Linked DNA regions of Sus scrofa: all the other regions are linked to region 2. The links are chromatin contacts, called in public HiChIP or PLAC-seq maps. All regions are on one chromosome and are shown on one strand. The core of a region is the stretch at or near the end of the contact, and the rest is flanking DNA. Distances in the headings are between cores, read along the strand shown. Region 1 has its middle 180 kb from the start of FYN. Region 2 has its middle 11 kb from the start of FYN. Region 3 has its middle 140 kb from the start of FYN.

What was found. HiChIP or PLAC-seq counts read pairs in DNA pulled down with a chosen protein or histone mark.
Region 1: a contact with region 2 is called in an H3K27ac HiChIP or PLAC-seq map of alveolar macrophages. The contact joins two enhancer-like sites. A contact is called at or near these places in 2 of 5 promoter capture datasets (fetal skeletal muscle and liver), 3 of 47 Hi-C or Micro-C datasets (alveolar macrophages, fetal skeletal muscle and skeletal muscle) and 1 of 2 datasets of contacts at active chromatin or transcription factors (alveolar macrophages).
Region 3: an H3K27ac HiChIP or PLAC-seq map of alveolar macrophages shows a contact between it and region 2. The contact joins two enhancer-like sites. A contact is called at or near these places in 2 of 2 datasets of contacts at active chromatin or transcription factors (alveolar macrophages and skeletal muscle).

The regions. Positions count from the first base shown.
Region 1 is chr1:77,818,196-77,821,238 of Sscrofa11.1, forward strand. No RefSeq gene overlaps it. Among named protein-coding and RNA genes, the nearest start is that of FYN, 180 kb to the left of the region's middle. Within about 2 kb of position 1,551, at least 1 of the 83 cell types and tissues checked has an H3K27ac peak or open chromatin away from gene starts, as enhancers often do. A contact at or near this core is called in alveolar macrophages, where this site is marked.
Region 2 is chr1:77,651,848-77,655,167 of Sscrofa11.1, forward strand. It overlaps a transcript of FYN not described here. Among named protein-coding and RNA genes, the nearest start is that of FYN, 11 kb to the left of the region's middle. Within about 2 kb of position 1,529, at least 6 of the 83 cell types and tissues checked have an H3K27ac peak or open chromatin away from gene starts, as enhancers often do. A contact at or near this core is called in alveolar macrophages, where this site is marked.
Region 3 is chr1:77,785,399-77,788,779 of Sscrofa11.1, forward strand. It overlaps a transcript of FYN not described here. Among named protein-coding and RNA genes, the nearest start is that of FYN, 140 kb to the left of the region's middle. Within about 2 kb of position 1,478, at least 19 of the 83 cell types and tissues checked have an H3K27ac peak or open chromatin away from gene starts, as enhancers often do. A contact at or near this core is called in alveolar macrophages, where this site is marked.

The DNA of each region.
Region 1 (3,043 bases), core at 301-2,800, 170 kb after region 2:
ACTGTGTTGGGGCCTCACACTGCCAGGGACTTCTGCCACTACTGGAGGTGGATTCTAGGCTGTCTCTTCATTCTCCTCTCAGTTGCTGAAGATTCAAATTCCTGGGTGGCAGCATCCAATAGGCTGTGGGGGGATGGGGCTGTCTGTGAGGGATGGGGACAAGAGGCAGTCAAGAGGAGGGGGAGGGGTATCTGCCTTTCTTTAGCTTCTGTGAAAAATGCTGAAACCTTGTCCTAGACCAATTTAGATAACAGGACCCTCCCTCAAATAAGAGAGGAGGTGGAATGCTGGGTCAGAATTTTTAAAATGACAAATGCCCCATTGTAATCATTTACCCATATCTCCACAAGCCTCAAGTCTCCATGATTGAGTGTCACCATGCGTTTAATAGGAATTTCTTCCTTTCCAATCAAAATGCTGTTCTTTCCAAGAGAATGATAGGCCAGGTCCCTCCAGCAAAGTTTACACTATCTTCTAAAACGAAATTTCTCACATAAATAATTTTTTAACTTGCATGTATTCCACATTTCCCACAGAGAGCTAATTGTTCCTGAGGATGAAGGATTTGTGACAGGTCTTGCACGGATGTGAAATGTATGAGAATGGGAAGTTTTTGTTTGTTTTTTGTTTTTTGGGTTTTTTTTTTAGGGCCACACCTGCAGCATATGGAGGTTCCCAGGCTAGGGGTCTAATTGGAGCTACAGCTACCCACAGCCACAGCAACGCCAGATCCCAGGTGTGTCTGCAACCTCCACCACAGCTCATGGCAATGCTGGATCCTTAACCCACTCAGTGAGAACAGGGATCAAACCTGAGTCTTCATGGATACTAGCAGGGTTTGTTACCACTGTGCCACCACAGGAACTCCAGGAATGAAGTTTGATAGAATTTTTACCCTTGTTCCGACCATGAGAGGTCAGTTGGCCCTAGGCCCTTCCTGTTCATTATTGTCCTCCATGGATAAGATTCTTTTACTGGCTTCTCAGCTCACAGTGATTCCTACTTTCTGGGACTAGCTTCCAAAACTCAGGGGTGGGCTTTGGGAGACCATGTCTACATGAAGTGACCTGCAGCCCTTCAGCCTAGCCATAGCCAAATGATCAGGGGTAGACACTCAACCCATAATGAGCGAAGCATTATTTACTGAAAATTTGAAAACAGGATTATAGATACACAGCAGACTCGGCGTATTAGTCAGGAAAAACCAGCTGCTATACCAAACAATTCCTGAATCTCTGTGGTATTACGTAGCAAAAATTTACTTCTTTCTGAAGTCACAGTTCAATTGAATTTTTGTTGGGTAACTTTTCACCAAGTGATTGAGAGACCCCCTCTGCCCTTAACCAGGATTTCACTGGATTCTTCACAAGGGAAGAAAGAGAACTCCATGGCAGGTTTTAGGAGTCAGACCTAAATGTGAGAATGTTAGCTCACATTCTATTGGTCAGAGATAGTCACATGATACCCCTATATGCAAAAGTAGTCTAGTGGTATTCCTTAGGGGAAGAGGAAGTGGCTTTGGAGAGCAACTAGCCAGCACGCCACATTGGTTGATGGTTAAACTGACAGTGTTCTGGGGAAATGATCTACAAAGTCCTACTGCTGAGACCCGTGTAGCATGGCATATTCCTTCCTCTAACTTGGTTAGTCAACTCCTTCTTGGACTCACTAAGATAACTCTATATCTGTCCAATACATATCTTCTTATGTTCAAGCTAGATATGTTCACATACGTACAAAATGGTATATGTATAAGGACAATTTCAGCATTTTTGTAATCATGCAAGCTTGTATCCTAAGTGTCTGTCAATAGATGACTAAGTTGGATAAATTAAGGTACTTGCAACTGATTGTGCCTTAAAATAGACTCAGTTTTTTTAGACTTGGTGGAAAGTATTTATTCCCTCTCATCTTCTACTTTAGTGTAATTGACCCAGAACCTGGTTTCGCTAATCTAGAGAAAATAGGAAGTGGGACAAGAAAAATTGGACTGAGGAATTTTCAACATATATCCATGCAGAATAAAACTTGAGATTTTCTAAGGAAAAAAATATTGCATTGAGTATTCTTCAAGGAAGAAATCTTGCCCTTCATATATGGTCAACAGATAAGTACTGCCATCTGGAGTTCCCATTGCGGCTCAGTGGGTTAAGAACCAGGCCAGTATTTATGAGGATGCAGGTTCAATCTCTGGCCTTCCTCAGTGGATTAAGGATCCAATGTTGTCCCAAGGTATGGTGCAGGTTGCAGAGGCAGCTTGGATCTGCCATTGCTGTGGCTGTGGTGTAGGCCTCAGCTGAGCTTTAATTCGATCACTAGCCTGGGAACGTCCATATGCTGCAGGTGTGACTGTCAAAAGAAAAAAAAATTGGTACCATCCGACATGTGCCCTGGCAAAACCATCTCTGGCCCTCCTCGTGTCTAGCTTCATGAAGACTGCTAGGTTATAAAACTACCAAAACAAAACTGGCCAAGTTAGTAAAGCGACCCCCAAAATGAAATTTAGAGGAGGATAGCAGATATAACTTCCAAATTTTAAAATCATCTTAAATTTTTAGATTTTGTGTCTATGAGAAAACATCTGAGTTTCTGAGAACCAATAATATAAGCAGAAATAGTTATGTAGGGTGTGAATTTGGCAAGTGTGGAAACCAAGATACCTGTTATATTATAGAGGTTCAATTTTTCTAACTTATAAATCAAGGTCAATTGACCTGAACTTTGGAGATCTCAGCCCAGTCTGAAAGAACAGTGCTTCTTCATATGATCCATAGAATCAAAAGTCCAATGAAAATAAATCAGCCAGTGAAGACCTCAAATAGATTTAAATTATTAATGAGGATATAGAAATTATACTCATTTTAAGCCAAAAAAATCAAGTTTATCAGGAATGGTTTATCAAAATATCAGAAAATACTCCATACTGGAGTAAAATTGAAATTTATTCCATCCCGCACTTAATTTATCACGTATTTTACTTAATTGCCTTTGAATAAGCTGTATGCATTCCCCCCACACACTCTCTCACATACTCTCTCAAGGG
Region 2 (3,320 bases), core at 279-2,778:
GGACCGTGTAGGTGGCAAGTGGCAGAATCTGGGATAGAAGAACCAGGAGTGGGGTGGCTGGCTAAGTGGGTTCTTGAGAACCCACTGAGTTCCTAGGTACCTGGGGAAACCCAGTAAACTCAGGATGAGAGTGTCTGTTCAAGTCACCCTTGAAACCCAACCACGGAGCTGAGGTTATGAGGGTCTGCAGGCCCCTCTGTGAGCAATGGCTGAAGAGCCCACACGGGCAGGGCTCGAAGGTGGTGAGAGGATGAAGCAAAGCACTGTTGTTCACTGGACGCCTGCTGCAGGCAAAGGGACTTGCTCAGGGCACTGGGCAGAAACAATCTGTATTTTGCTCTCACTTTTCCTCTTGTTCCTTCCCCCTCTCCTGGTGGGAGTTCAGCTTGGCCTATTGATGCTTTGACTTTTGAGCCAATGATCCCTAGAATCTGGGGCAAGCCAAGCAGGGCACGGAACACTAACCAAGGCTGGTTAATTCGACCTCAAGTTTTGCAGAAACACCAAAGATCCAACAAAGACGTTTCTTCCTAATGTCGATATTTAGGGTCAAGCCTCTCTCCACTCCCTTTGGTTTTGTTCTATATAAACCACCAAAGGAAAACACAAATAAAAACAAAAATGGGGGCTTCTATTCATGAACCAGCAAAGAGAAACAGGAAAATCAGTATCGCTTCTGGGCCACAGCGGTAGAGATTGGCTTTCTGGGCTAAAGTGGCGGAGGGCCCAAGGGTCAGGCTGTCACCTGGCAGAGCCACAAGAAAACACATTAGCACAAAGTGGCTGTTTGAACAGGCGTCATCAACGCCCCCTCCCCACCAATGTGGAGAATGAAAGCCAAGGGGGTTCACTCTCCAAGGCCAGACAAAACCCAGCTTTGCCAATCTTTCCTGTCTCTAAGGAGCTTCCTCGCCAGATGACTCTGCAAATGCAGCCTCCTCCTTTCAAAACACAGTTAATTCTTTTTCCCTTTAATTTGTCACTTCCGCCAAGAAGCTCTATTCCTTTAAAGAAACAGAATGGACTTTGCCTAAGAATATTTTACTTTCCCTTTTGCCCTGGAGCTCATGTTTGTGTGGCCTATTTCTCCCTTTTCCACTGATTACTTATCTGGCTATGAAGTCAGAGCCCATCAAAATCTACTGCCCCGAGAATCTGGTGGTGGGGCCACTTGTATTGTGTTTTTGGAACGGAGGCCGACACCTTTTCTTTGAAGAAGGACATGAAGCCAGGTCCCTCCTCCTCTGGATCTTTATTTTGGCATGTTCTCAAGCTGCAAGACATCAGCAACACCAGCAGCCATGACTTTTGGGTCCCTTGCACTGGTTTAGAATTTCAAACCTTCTCAGAAGCTGTTTTGGTGTGAATGCCGATAGAGGAGCTGTCAGAAAACAGACCCCTCTCTAATTCCACAGCCTCTACTGGGACAAGGAACAACAGTGACGGTGATGATGGTGACAAAGGGAGCAGAGGGGCCACTGACCGGAGGCTGCCTCCTCCTGCCACTTCCTTGTCTAAGGAAATGAGGTCAGTCTGCCCTTCCGTGACATTACCTCCCTTGACCCTGGTGAGCCCCAGGCTGGTTGATGATGTGGTACCTGCTTCCACAAAACTTTCGCAAGAGGTCTCACTCGTGAACACAAGTGCCAACACAGACACAAGGAAATTAAAGGAGGGAGTTAGTAAGTAGGAGGGGGAGAACACGGGACCCACTGGAGGCAGTCAGTGATGCTTCCCCAGCAGCTGTAATAACAGTATCTGGGATGACAAATGGTGGCCACTTTGTGTGGGAGGAATGCGTGTTATGTGGACCAGACTACTCACTGATGACCTACTTGGCAGATGAGATCCAGTCAGAGGTCTGTTAACAGATCCAAAAAGGGAAGACTTGGTTTCTATATCAGCATACATTTATATATATATATATATATATATATTTTTTTTTTTTTTTGTATTTTTGCCATTTCTTGGGCCACTCCTGCGGCATATGGAGGTTCCCAGGCTAGGGGTCGAATCAGAGCTGTAGCTGCCGACCTATGCCAGAGCCACAGCAACACGGGATCCAGGCTGCCTCTGCAACCTACACCACAGCTCATGGCAACGCCGGATCGTTAGGCCACTGAGCAAGGGCAGGGATCGAACCCGCAACCTCATGGTTCCTAGTCGGATTCATTAACCACTGTGCCACGATGGGAACTCCCCAGCATACATTTATAAACACATATACAATTTATGGTAAAGCAAGTCAATAGTGACTTTTTACAGGGTGTATGTGTGAGGCAGAGGATGATGATTTTTTTCGGAGTGCTGTCTTGTAGAGGAATTGAACTTGAGGTTATCTCCTTAATGAGGACAGCAGAGCAGTTTATCTTCCCTTTTTCCAAGAGCTTGCAGGATTCTGGCATCAGATAGGGTCACCCTTGGCCTGAAGGGAAGAGGCCCAAATCCACCTCATTGAAGATAAGAGAGTAGTGAGAGGATAAAAGCTGCTGAGGGGTGGGGCAGACGCTAGCGGTCCCTCCAACTTCACCCTGATTCTCCCACAATAATAGAGTTTGAGGTCTATGGCTACATAGCTGAACATTACTGTTTTCAGACTCCCTTGCAGCTAGGTGTGGACATGTCACTGAATTCTGGTCAACTGGTTGTGAGTGGATGTGATACACCTGACTCTCGCATCCCTCAAAAGAGTGGGCTGCCCTTCATTCTCTCTCCGACTTCCTGTGGGCTGGAAAGTAGATGTGGTACCTGTAAACTGGCATCGACCAGGCAGAGGAGGGAAGCCCACCAGGGATGGCAGAGCAGTAGGAACCTGGGCCCCGGATGGCCTTGTAGGGCACAGCGTCAACCACCTTAAAGCTCTGATCTCTGACTACGACATGAGAGAGGCATATGAACACTTATCCTGTGGGAACCCCTATTTTTCTGGGGGAAGCGAGATGGGTGATGGGGTCTTTTTGTTATGAGAGGTGGCCTGTGCCCCAACACAAGGAGGCCATAACTCCAACATGGAGCTTTAGGGAGGCTCTGCTGACCACCTGTTCTTTTTCCCTTTTCCACCTCTAGAACCAATAAGAGCTTCCAATCTCCTTTGATACTACAGTTAAACTTGGATTAAGGCAAGTTCATAGCATAACAACCACAATGAATTGTAACAATAGCTACTATGAACTGAGAATTTATTTTCTGCTTGGCAGTTCACATACGGTATTTCATTTAATCCTCAGAACAACTTTGAAAGGATGCTTCACAGTTCAGGAGCCTTGGACTCATAGAATTTAAGTAACTTGTCCAGGGTTACCTAGCCAGAATGACCTGGC
Region 3 (3,381 bases), core at 228-2,727, 130 kb after region 2:
AACACCAGATCCAAGCCGTGTCTTTCACCTACACCACAGCTCACGGCAATGCTGGATCCTTAACCCACTGAGGGAGGCCAGGGATCAAACCTGCAACCTCATGGATACTAGCTGGGTTTCTAACCTTGTAAGTCACAAAGGGAACTCCCCTACCAGTATATTTCACCCTCCCGCTGTCACAGGAAAGGACAATAAAACAGACGCCCAGCATATTCCCGGCTCTGGATGAGGCATGGTCATTCCACTCTCCCATGCTCTGCTAGGTCAGGAAAATTTTCTCCTAATTGGCCTTTAGGGCTCAGGACAGGATCATCTTTCTGCTCCTGCTTCCCTGTGGTCCCACTTCTATTGCCTTTTTTTTTTTTTTTTTTTTTTTTTTTTTGCTATTTCTTGGGCCTCTCCCATGGCATATGGAGGTTCCCCAGGTTGGGGGTCGAATCAGAGCTGTAGCCACCTGCCTACGCCAGAGCCATAGCAACGCAGGATCCGAGCCGCGTCTGCAACCTACACCACAGCTCACGGCAACGCTGGATCGTTAACCCACTGAGCAAGGGCAGGGACCAAACCCGCAACCTCATGGTTCCTAGTCGGATTCGTTAACCACTGTGCCACGACAGGAACTCCTCCTGGTTCCACTTCTAGAAGAACTGGTTTTCCTGTGCTCCCACAGTACTTCACACAGGACCTGTGTCACCATCTCCCCTGCTCGATGCCAGCTTGTCTGTGGCCAGGATGGCACTGAGCACAGTGCCTGCTACACAACAAGGCCTAGTGTCATCTCTGCAGGGGGCAACAGGGTGACTAATGAAGAACCAACCAAAGGAAATGAAGGAACTGAAACTGCACCGAATCAGGGGCCCTGCTGCCCCTGCATTGCGAGCAGAGGTGTGCGCTGGGGTGGGATGTATAAACCAGGACGCACCCACCTACCCACCCCCACACACACACTCAGAGGATGACCTGCTCCTTAAACTTAGTCCTGTGTCTTTAACTAGAAATAAATGATAAAGAGCCAATCTAGAGATTCTGCTGTCATTTTTTAACACTGTCCAGTGCTTCCTTTTTATTGAAAAAAATCTGAGAAGAAGCCAAGATTCAACACTTTAGAATCATAATCACGTCTTGTGTAAGATGGAGATTTAACGAAGGGCCGTGATGAATCCAAGACTCAAATCACAGTTCGGGCCTTTGTTTGATGATTTTAAGAAATGGAAGATGGAGAGAGAAATGAGGTATAATGGAGGTAGACTTTTCTCCTGCACAGAATCTCCTCTAGTCCCAATCCAACCCTTTTTACTACTTGCAAAAGATTTAAAATATTCATTGACCTGCCAAAAAACATCTGCACATTACCAGACTCGTCTTCACATATTCACGTCTGAATGGCTTCTTTCTGCTCCAACGATCACAGCTCTATTCAATCAACACTAAAGTGAGAACTCAGAGCTGTACGTGATGTGATGTCAGTGGCAACCGAGGATAAAATAGCCATTTGATAGCAGCTTCCATATCTAGCGTGTCAACGGGGGCAGTGTTCCCTCGGTTATTCTTAACTTAGGATCCAGGGCACAAAAAAGACCAGGCAGGGCCAGACTCTGCCACAATTCCAAAGAAAGCTGAAACGTACACAGAGTGTATACAGAAGCCCCTCAATGTTCCTCGGTGAAGGGGCGGCCCCTGGCTTGCTGCCTGAAGCCCGGGAACAGGCCCACTCTCACACTGGGTACCCCAGGGCCGCCCCAGCTGCACACAGACACTCAGTGCACCCCAAGCGCCTGTGTGGCCCACAGCTCAGCAGGCCCCAGGGACAGGATCCGGCTCAGACAAGGCCTTTTGTTTTGGGGTACCCCCTCACTGCCCTGTTCCCCCAGAAAAACAAAAAACAAAAAACATTTTTTTTCCTCTGCCCATTCACTCTGGCCCCAGATGAGCTCACTGTCCCATGTCCTCCTGTACGCGTCACCTAATGAAGTTCAAGATGGCAGAGTCTGAACCTCCCTCCCCCCCGGCCCCCAGTCAAGGTGCAGTGATAAGTCCATGTTCAAAAGGGTGAGGGGTGCAGGGCAGGGAAGAGCTTGGGAACAAGTCGATGCCACCCCGAGGGCAATCTTCAGCTCACCAACATTGAGGGGATCCCCAAAGGAATTTAATGGGAAGGGGCTGGTCCAGGAGGGGACAGCAAAGGTGGCTGGGGAACACTCTTGGGTCTCCCACACTGCGAGGACATAACAGGGCTTGGCCGACAGCAAATACACTTTGTCTCACCACCTCATTCCTATTTCTTTTATATAAATATTCATTCACCTCATTGAAAAATCTGGAAACTCTGGAACCCGCGTTTTGGGGCATCTCCCTTCTGGCCAGGGTTTCTACACACAGACAAATGCTAGTACTGGTGTGGCACTTCCATCTTGCCTGTCACAACAGACGGCACATACAACCTTCTGAGAGAGAACAGAGTACGGGGCGGCACCCCAAGTAGAGCAATGTACCTGGTCCAATTAACTGCAGGGGCTACTGCGAGCAGCAAGGTGCAAAGCATAGGCTCAACCACCTAATGATGCCTCTCATGCTATGAATTACTCTCGAAAACACAGAATTTTGGTCCAGAGCCAGGAAGGAAGCAGTTGGCTTGGAAACCAAGTTCTGTTCCTAGCCCTGCTATTTATTTGCTCTGTGACTGGGGAAAGAGAAAGAGTAGAGCAAGAGTCACATATTAAACAACCCCCACGGGCCAGGCAGGTAAAATAAATGAATGATGCAGGTTTGAAAGGGCTAGGGTGAGCTGAAGACCCCTGCCTCACCCCAAGAGGACAGCTGCACTGCTTGGGCAGGCCGCTGTCAATGACGGAAGGCAGGCTCGGTTTTGCCAGACCTTCCTCCCCCCACCAAGAGAAGCTGGGAATCTCAGTTTTTATACAAAACTGCCCAATTTTTAAGTGTTGGTTTAAATTTTTTAAATGCACCATGTGGGCCAACAAAATATAAATGAGGGTAGCATTCAGCCCAGAAATTGGTTTGCTATCTTTATAAGTCATAAGACCTATCCCTTGGTTTCTCTTTCTGTGAAATAGGAAATTGCCTGCTGTCTGCCCACCACTTGGGGTTTATTAAAGAAGACAGAAGAGGTTTTTATTAGCACTTAACCAAAAAAATCCAAGTACAGTCAGATGCCCAAAGCAGGGTAACTCGATCTCCTATTCTTTTAAAATGAGGGTTTACATACTTGCTAACCCATGGGGCTTGATGCTTTGAAGAATTATTTGAAATGTATACGCCTACACATTAGTTTCTAAAAAAAAACGAGAGATAAATTGTAATAGCCTTAGAAGACAAGGGTGTGAGCAGCTGGAGCGAGTGGTGGGGTGAAAGCTTGACTGG